Linked DNA regions of Mus musculus: region 2 is linked to region 1. A link is a contact called in public HiChIP or PLAC-seq data. All regions are on one chromosome and are shown on one strand. Each heading gives the region's core, a stretch centred on a gene start, on an enhancer-like site or on the middle of the called end of the contact. The rest is flanking DNA. Distances are from core to core; before and after follow the strand shown.

Evidence for each region. HiChIP or PLAC-seq counts read pairs in DNA pulled down with a chosen protein or histone mark.
Region 2: a FOXA1 HiChIP or PLAC-seq map of pancreatic cancer cells shows a contact between it and region 1. The contact joins two enhancer-like sites. A contact is called at or near these places in 1 of 484 Hi-C or Micro-C datasets (nephron progenitors) and 3 of 115 datasets of contacts at active chromatin or transcription factors (fibro-adipogenic progenitors, microglia and pancreatic cancer cells).

The regions. Positions count from the first base shown.
Region 1 is chr3:51,932,974-51,937,894 of GRCm38.p6, forward strand. All of the region lies in intron 1 of Maml3 (mastermind like transcriptional coactivator 3), which reads right to left. Among named protein-coding and RNA genes, the nearest start is that of Maml3, 170 kb to the right of the region's middle. Within about 2 kb of position 2,133, at least 23 of the 459 cell types and tissues checked have an H3K27ac peak or open chromatin away from gene starts, as enhancers often do. A contact at or near this core is called in pancreatic cancer cells, where this site is marked.
Region 2 is chr3:52,085,488-52,090,408 of GRCm38.p6, forward strand. The region is part of intron 1 of Maml3 (mastermind like transcriptional coactivator 3); the gene reads right to left. Among named protein-coding and RNA genes, the nearest start is that of Maml3, 17 kb to the right of the region's middle. Within about 2 kb of position 3,039, at least 349 of the 459 cell types and tissues checked have an H3K27ac peak or open chromatin away from gene starts, as enhancers often do. A contact at or near this core is called in pancreatic cancer cells, where this site is marked.

The DNA.
Region 1 (4,921 bases), core at 883-3,382:
TCATGGCAAAGATGGGTTATAAAGAAGGAAAAGGGTTAGGATGTCAAGAGCAAGAAAGGACAGAGCCCATATCACCTAATATCTAATGATTGGGCAGTTTTAGTTACCTCCTTTTCAGGACAAATAGATAACCATTATCCAAAACATCCACTTTTACAGTTTGTCCAAAATCAATCTGTTGTGTTTCCACAAATAACAGTAAGAAACCCACTTAAAAATGGGATTGTGGTATATACTGATGGATCAAAAACTGGTATAGGTGCCTATGTGGCTAATGGTAAAGTGGTATCCAAACAATATAATGAAAATTCACCTCAAGTGGTAGAATGTTTAGTGGTTTTAGAAGTTTTAAAAACCTTTTTAGAACCCCTTAATATTGTGTCAGATTCCTGTTATGTGGTCAATGCAGTAAATCTTTTAGAAGTGGCTGGGATGTGAATAAAAGTTTCCGGGATTGTGCGTTACTTCCATTCAGTATGAGAAATTTACTAGGGCAGCTAATTTGTTAAAAGGTCTTTCTCAGTATATGTTACAGAATTGGACGGCTGAATTTGAACAGACCCTTCGGGAATTGAGACTTGCCATCATTCAGGTCAACTCCAAGCGCTTGGACCTGTCCCTGATCAAAGGATTACCCAATTGGATCTCCTCAGCATTTTCCTTCTTTAAAGAATGGGTGGGGGTGAGATTATGTGGAGATACACTTTGCTGTGGATTAGTGTTGCTTCTTTGGTTGGTCTGTAAGCTTAAGGCCCAAACTAGAAGATACAAGGTGGTTATTGCCCAGGCACTTGCAGCTCTAGAACATGGTGCTCCCCCTGATATATCTATGCTTAAGCAATAGGTCGCTGGCCATTCAGCTCTTGCACCTCATTGCACGGGATAGAGTGAGTGTGCTTCAGCAGCCCGAGAGAGTTGCACGGCTAAGCACTGCAGTAGAAGGGCTCTGCGGCACATATGAGCCTATTCTAGGGAGACATGTCATCTTTCAAGAAGGTTGAGTGTTCAAGTGTCCTTCCCCCAGGAAAAACAACACGGGACCAGACCAGGACCCCTCTGGGTGATGAGCCTGGGAGGAGGTTATGTGTACGGCTCCTTTACCTGCACACTGGGGATTTGACCTCTATCTCCACTCTCATTAATATGGGTGGCCTATTGCTCTTATTAAAAGAAAAGGGGGATCTGTGAGGAGCCGCCCTCACATTTGCCATTATAAGATGGCACTGACAGCTGTGTTCTAAGTGGTAAACATAGTCTGCACACATGCAGGGGCAGTTTTCCCACCATGTGTTCTGCCTTTCCCGTGATGACAACTGGGCCGATGGGCTGCAGCCAATCAGGGAGTAATACGTCCTAGGTGGAGGATAATTCTCCTTAAAAAGGGATGGGGTTTCGCCATTCCCTTCCTTGCTCTCTTGCACTCTGGCTCCTGAAGATGTAAGCAATAAAGCTTTGCCGCAGAAGATTCTGGTTTGCTGTGTTCTTCCTGGCCGGGCGTGAGAACGCGTTAATAAGAAAACTCCCCTTTCCTTCCCAAAGTGCCCCAGTTACACTAGGGAGCAACCAGAGACAACTGCAAAATGGCAGTATGACTTTGTTTATTATTTTGTCTATTTACTATCTTGTTCTACAGGTATAAAACCTCAAACAGTTTTGGAGCAACATCTAATAGAACTAGGTTTTTGTTTTGTTGTTTGGTTTGGTTTGGTTTGGTCTGGGTTTTTTTTTTTTTTTTTTTTTTTTTTTTTTTTTAACCTTGCTAGAAAAAGAATCCAGGGGGTTTCCCTCTGGTGTGTTTTAGCCTGGCTTTGGAAACCATGGTGCCAGCTGAGGCTGTAAATAATATCAAACTGTGGGTAGGAGAAGGGTGGGGACATCCGACAGAGCCATTTTTCTATATCTTTAGGTTGTACTTGGGGGGTGGGGGATGTCACGCTATTTAAGCTTCCCGTGGAGAGTGACAGTTTTCCTGATTCTGCGATTACTGATGATCTCAAACTCGCCATGTGACCATGTGACCGCATAGCCAGGTGACCATGACTCATCAGCACAGTTAACAGACCATATAGTAACTCTGAGCCCGGCCCGCAAAGCTTCCATTTACTCTGTTTTGAGATGAGTTGACAGCAGGGGCCCCATCAGCTGGGGTTTTCCCACAAGCACCGATATGGCAGCCTGGGAAGGTGGTGGACAGACAAGAATGAGCAAGACTGTGAGATTAGGGAAGACTTACTCTCCCTCTAGAGGAATTCTATTGTTTTGGGACATGGCTGTGGAACTGTAAGATGGCGGAGCATCCTGTCTGATGGCTGGTACTCAGCTGACAAGGATGAATCACCTCACTCTATCCGGTGGCAAGGTCAGGTTATGCATGACTTTGCACACCAGGAAAGCCCAATCCTTACAACTCACCGACCAAACTGTGGCCACTGCCTCAAATACCACATAGTTATTCTCCTAGTCCTGGGGTTTTTTTTTTTGAAAGTCGATTATAAATGACAAGCAATTTTTTTTCTTATTTTTCCCCCTACTTCCTAATGAACGCAACACACTTAGGCTTTGCAAACACAGCAAGCCCCCGCCTGCAGCTGTTGTCAATCTGATGGGAGAAGCTCCTCTAGCACCATTTATTTCCAGTACAAATTCGGTCTTACCGAACACAGAGTGGGAAGGAACGGTATATGGTGACAAACTGAACGGGTAATAGAAAGTACCCACACGGAAGGATGAAACATTAGTTTCTCTGTGTGTGTGTGTGTGGGGGGTGGTGCAGTGTGGAGTTAGAGGTCAACCTCACTTGTTACTCCTCAGACAACATTCCTGTTTTTCAGACAGGGTCTCTCACTAACCTAGGGCTGCCAAGGAGATTAAACTGCCAGGCCAGTGAGCCCTAAGGATCCCTTGGTCTCTACCTCCCCAGAAGTGGGACGAGTTTTTTATTCTTTTATGTGGTTCCTGGGGCTTAACTCTGGTCCCCATGCTTGTGTGGCAAGCTCATCACCAAGTGAGCCTTCTCCAAAGCACTGCCATGGCTGTCTCAATTATTCAAAATCCTAACTGTTTAGGAGGGGGGAAAGATGGCACACCTCTTTTTAAATGTTTTCATTTTGTTGATGAAAAGGAGATGCCCATGAGCATCTGTTTTTACAAACCCCAAATAACTCATCTTAAATGACAACCTTGTGTGTATAACCAGCACAGAAATCTCAGAAAGTAAGCCATTTGAATCATAATGAGATAAACACACTGAAAAACATTTTCTCCGCATGAACTTGAGTGTTGAACTCTCAACCTCGGTGTTTTGCTCATCGAAGCTTGTCCTCTCATTCTCGTGTGAACCGTAAGGTGTGAGTCCATCAGTTCCCATGGCCTCCTGGATCCACAAAGAAGGCTAAGACAACACCACGTTATTTACATGTGCTGCATGCAGGCTGGCTCAAAGACACTTTACCCATTGAGCCATTTCCCCAGTAATTTTTGTTTTTACTTTGTAGTAAACTAAAAGGGGCAGCATTAATTTAAAATACTGCATTAAATTGAAATATAGGTAGTTCTGGATCTAGTTTTGTTTGTTTGTTTGTTCGTTTGTTTTTCTGCAGTAATTTCACCCCAAGTCAAAGTCTCTTGTGTTTTAGGCTTTAAAAACAGAAATACACACAGAAGGGATAGATTATTTCTGATACTGGATCTTCTGGGATGGTCACAATAAAAGCCTAGGTTCAGCCTGGCTGCCTTTACCACCTTTAATCCCAACATTCATGAGGCTGTGTCAGTTGAGTTTGTGGCCAGCCTGGTCTATAACCCAAGTTCCAGGACAATCAGGGCTACACAGAGAAACCCAGTCTCAAAAATACCAAAACCAACACCAAACCAACCAACCAACCAACCAACCAACCAACAAACAAACAAATAAATAAACATCTTGGGTTCTCATGAGTCCCGGACATAAGTTGAAGCCACATCTAGAGATTTAAAAATGGGCTATAGATAATAATAGTGATCTGTTTGACCATAGCGATAGCTACAGACATAACCATGCACGAGCACACACAGATACATTCCAATACACTGATGAGAATACAGAACACTTAAAACAATCGCAAATAAATTTAATAAGCTGAAGTTCAAAATAACAGCAAAGACACTAATATTATCAGATGGAACGAACACTAACAATTGCATATTAATCACAGGAAGGACGGCTCTTCCCAGATACTGTGGATTCCTCAATACTGAGTAAAAAGGAGATGTTACAGCGACGTCTATGGTCTGTCGCCTTCTGCTCTTTCTGGGGTGCCTGTCCTATGGGTGACACTTGGGAAACAGGAGAGGAAGGAGGGTTTGAGAATCATGACATCATCAAAATACAACCTTAGCTGGACTCTGTGTGAGCTTGCCAGCCAAGAGTCCACAGGATGCAGAAGCAAGCGAACCAAGGTCAAGGCCTGCCTGCATTCCACAGTGAGCTTAAGGCCAGACTGAGCAACTTGGTGAGAACCTGTATTATGATCAAAAGTAACAATAAAAAGTAGCTCACAGGTAGCGTGCACAGGCCCTAGCTCCAGTCTCCAGTACTGGAAATCCTGCTATGGAAATAAAAATAGAACCTTGCTCTATTCCCCTGAAATCTGGAAGATACGCAAAACCAAAACCAAAAAGCCCTCTGTGTGTATATTTATGTGTGAGCTTGTGTGACTGTGAGCACATGTGTGCCAAGCTGTGCACATAGAAGTCTGAGGACAACTTTGGGGTTAGTCCTGACGTTCTAGCTTGTCCCAGGCTGGATCTCTTACTGTTGACTGCAGCGCACCTCAGGCTAGCTGGTCATAACTGCCATGATTCTCCTGCCTCTGCTCCATCTCTCCTTAGGAATACTGCGATCGCAGATGCACGCTATTACATATACCTTTCTGTGGAGTCT
Region 2 (4,921 bases), core at 1,789-4,288, 150 kb after region 1:
AAAAATATGTTGACAGGCCAGACATGGTAGTTCACCCCTGTCTCAGCACTCAGGGGGCTGGGGCAGTGGGATCTTGAACTGGAGGCCAGCCTAAGTTATAGGAAGAGATCCTGACTCAAAAATAACAAAAATCTATATAACTTAAAAATTAGTAGATAAACTTTGTCCAGCCCTAAGTCTCATTCTCGTATTCAAGTGGTAACGCTGCCCAAAGGAACTTGTGCTGTCAATCACAAGGTAATGAACATGAACCTCTAACCTCTCGCACTGGCTTGACGTCCTTGATACCTTAGGATGATAACTACATGCTATATAACTCTACACACTCCCCAGATGATAGTTATGATTGAATCACAGGGCATTTTGTGACTGCTTGGGACAACAACGAGAGGACCACAAAGTGATGGGTTGTGGTGCCTGCCAGCTATAATGCAAAGAATTCCCACAATTCAACTCCAAGAGTCCTCTAGGTATTCAATAATTACAATACAAATCTCATTAGGGCACAAGGGTATACACACACACACACACACACACACACAGAATTCAACTGTCCTCAGAATCCCCAAAGATCCTATTTCTTTTCTTTTTTTCTTTTTTTTTTTTTTTGGTTTTTTGGTTTTTCAAGACAGGCTTTCTCTGTATAGCCCTGGCTGTCCTGGAACTCACTTTGTAGACCAGGCTGGCCTCGAACTCAGAAATCCGCCTGCCTCTGCCTCCCAAGTGCTGGGGTTAAAGATGTGCGCCACCACTGCCTGCCAAGATCCTATTTCTTAAGAGTTTATAAAAACAGCATGGTTCGATTTCAAGATTCTGATTTCTTCTTCCCAAACTGGAGCGGTGAAACTACGGACAGAACGTAGAGCCCCAGTGCTGTTTGGCTACTTGCTTATTTGGTCCCTTGGAAAGTGAGCAGGGTCTTGCTATATTTGTCTCCCAAATGCACTGCATAGCTAGAATATCTGCTAGCACTCTGAAAATATAAAATGACTGTAAAGATATTTACAAACTTATGGGTGGGCTGGACAGTGAGGACACGCATGACGGTCAGGCTACCAAGCATGACAACCTGAGTCCCAAAATACACATGGTGATGTAACCTCTACATGCACTCCATGGCATGTGCACACACACACACACACACACACACACTACATGTTACAAAAAGATACTTAGAAAGTCCAAGGAAACAGGATACTTCAGCTATAGAAAATGATACCCCTGATTAATTAGGACTCAGAACGTTTGTCATTTCTTACCTATCTTCCCTTTTTTTTTTTTTCAACCTTTTTCCATCTGTCCCCTCTGACTGCCTGATTTATCCCCCACTTCTTCCTTTTCCCATCTTTGGTCCTCATCCTCAAGAGGTCGAAGTAGAACAAGGAGGGCCAGGATACAGAAGGAAAGCATGCAGCTTGTTCTACTGACCCAGGAGACCCAAGGGAAGGAATTTGTATGGGTGCAGAACCCAGGAGAAGCTCACACACAAGTTGCTGGTACAAACTAATTAGCAAGTCAACAAAACACAGGACCCCACTCTTGCCTCAGAATATTCTGAACCACTTCCAGGGCATGGGACAACAGTTCCTAACCCCCTGCTTAACATGGCGAGTACAAACTCACAGAAGGTCTCCAAGCAGAGTAATTCTTTGAACTTAAAAACACTTTTTTCAAGGCCAAAAATATATCAATTCCCATAGCACAGCCCAATGTGTAAATAAAAATCTCCGATTAGTCATTAGTAGGACATACATACATACATACATTCATACAAGAGACAGCAGCATTGGCCTTGAAATGACATTTCTTCATGAGGAAAAGAAATAGATTTATCCCAACATCATAACCAAATCAACCTTCATAGGTGTTCTACACCAAAAGGTTTCATAGGAGCTAGGAAATGGCTTAGGGGGTAAAGCCCTTGCCACAGAAGTATAAGGACCAGAGTTCAAATCCCCAGTGCCCATGTAAAGGCTCAGTGGATGTAACAGCCCACTTGTAGTCCCAGCACTCTGTGGAGGCAGGTGATTCCTGGAGCAGGCTGATTGGCTAGACAGTGGTAGCGACGTTCCTGCCTCAAGATGGAAGAAGAAAGCAATGGAGGGTGATACCGAACACCCACCTCTGGCCTCCACATGCACACACACAGACAAGCACAGATACATACATACATATGAGAGAAGGACGAAGACTTCCTAGAGACCAAGAACATGGAGCTTTTTGGTGTTCCTCAATCAAAGTGTGAGTGGTATCCATTTCCTCCATGCATGCAGTTCCTGGAATAAAAATATTCTCCCTCACGGGCACAATAGCCCAGGCTACAGCCTCCCCTCCTGGAGTGTGAGCCTCGCTGGGTCTCGCCTTCTGCTGTGTTTGAAAGAACCTTTCCCAGGGCCATGTGTTCTTTTGGGGATCATTTCCATATTTGGGGGAGCAAAGAAAAGGAGCCAGGGTGGGTGGCCCTAACCAACAGTGATCAGAGACATCCAGGACTCAGGGAGACGGAGAAACCCTGGTCTTGGGAAGAGTCAGCACAGTGGCAGAGGAGAGGCTTCAGAGGAAAGTGGAGTTAATCAGCCTTTTTATGCACACACACATGCTGGCTTCACACATTCAAAAAATAGACCCAGGCTAAGCATAGGGCCTGTTTTAGCCCTATGTAAAAACTGGATAGATGGCGACTCTCTCTTTTTTTGTAGCAGGAGCCCTGCCTCTAGCATCCGAGCCAGTCTTAGCTAGCTGAGCCTTAGGAGTAGGGAAGCAACTTGAAAAGGGCTCTGAAAAAATACAAACGACTCTCACTTTCACCAGGAATACTGAGTATCCAGGATTCTATACATTTATCAATTAATTAGGTTGTACGTAAAAAAAAAAAATGCTCTCTTTGTAATAGTTGCCACGGAGATATCGTGTAAAAAAAGGTCCTAGTGTGTATTTGTGGGACAAACGGTTTGCTGAGTGACCAAAGTCAGGAGCAATGACTGCTTACCAAATGCAAGCTGCTGGGCTTGGCCTGAGACTGCAATAGTACAGCAAGCCTGGCCCGGGGCCAAGAGCATGCCTGCCAGGGAGACAGGAAGTCACTGAGAGCTCCCACAGACCCATGGCTGAGAGAGTTCCCCAAACAAAAGGCAGCCACTGACTTCCACAACCGGCCTGCCATGAGACCATATGGTCAGCAGTATTGTCTCGCCACAACACAGAGGCCTGTCTTCAGGGGCCTGTGCCTGTAGCTGTCGACCCCGTATCTGTCTTAGGATTACTTCACTATTTTACGACTTTTCTGGGAATTCACTTCCGTGTAACCTAGCTTGGTACACGGCGAGAAAAATGGTATCCTCCCCACCCCCCCACCCCCCCATCTCCGATTTAGCCTGATGAGTCACCTTTGTCTTCACGGCAAAAGAGTAATGAACACCAAACCTACTTGCTATTTATTCACAGGGCACGGAGGAAGGGAGTGGAAGGGACCGTGTGGACAGAAGGGAAAACTGGACACTTAAAGTTTCTTGCTCTGATCCCTGTTGACGCTGGGTTTAATTTATAGGGAGACCCAAACCTTTTGGCTCATCCCTTTCTTCTCTGGGAGTACCCACTTCAAAGAATTCTCTAGTCACTGTGTGGAGACCCTGCTGCTGAGAGCCGCCAAAGGCGAAGACAGATTGGTTCGCCTATAAACACCTGACAGTCATTTTCTTCCTCAGCAGAACTCGTCAAAAAGCCCCTCCCAATAAGGCATGCTCTCCCAGAATATTCCAGCTAGATCCTCTCTGTCTCTTCCCCCAAGATCATGACGATCCCCACTGTGGATAAGGGCTTGATTTGGTTCACCAAGGAAAAAACCATAGAAAAACTAAAGACAGTGGAATGCCCAACCATCTAGTCTTTGCCTTTAGGAGTCTCGTGCTCTCTCCCTTCTCCCCTCCCTCCCTCTTTCTCTTCCTCCCTCTCTTATTTCTCACTCTGTCTGTCTCTGTCTCTTAGATTTTATTTTATGTGTGAGTGCCTTGCCTGAATGTATGTATATGCACTAAGTATATGCAGTGCCCGAGGCCGGAAGACAGCATCAGACTCCCTAAAACTGGAGTTACATACAGATTGTGAGCCATCATGTCAGTCCTGGGATTTAAACCAGGGTCCTCTGAAGAAACAGCTCTTAAGTTCTCAGCCTTCTCATGTGTTGTTTTGTCATATTTTCTTTTAGAAACAGGGTCTCATATATCCCAGGAGGGACAGGAACTCAACAGATAGCCAGTGATAATCCTGGTCTTCCGCCTGTACCTCCTAAGCGCCAACCAGAGATGTATGTCAATATGGCGGGTTTCATACAGTGCTCAGAACCGGACCAGCGCTTCCTGCATGCTAAGCAGGCGCTCTGCCACCTGAGCTATATTCCCAGCCCAATCTCTTACTTATTCCACACTTTCTTATTAGTCCAGAAAGTAGAAAATTAAATACAACAGTGGGGTAACCCACACCACTGAGGCTCTTTCTTTATAGAGATTAAGACCATTTGCCCCACACTGAGAGGGACAGGAAAGTCAAGTGAACATTGACCCATTCATACCCCTGAGGTTCACCACCCCAACTATAGGAGCTGCCACTGGGAAAGGGAAACTAATTTTTAAGGTCAGGTTAAATAGTTTCCTCAAAAATAATTCAGAATTATGAGAAGTTAAAGGACGCAGTGCACAGCCATAAGGGTTTGCCAGTTCTCCTCCTGCACCAAGCACCTTGAGTTCCTCCACTGGAAAGTCCCATTTTAAAAATTAAAAAGGCCATTTTGTTAAACTATGGAAAATGTCTGTTTGGAAGAAGAAAATCACAGAAGTCATTGCTTCATTTTGTCACCTGTGTGACCCACCGGGCTGTGACTCTTGACATGGGAGAGTCTCTTGTGGGGACCATTTTCCCCATGTGG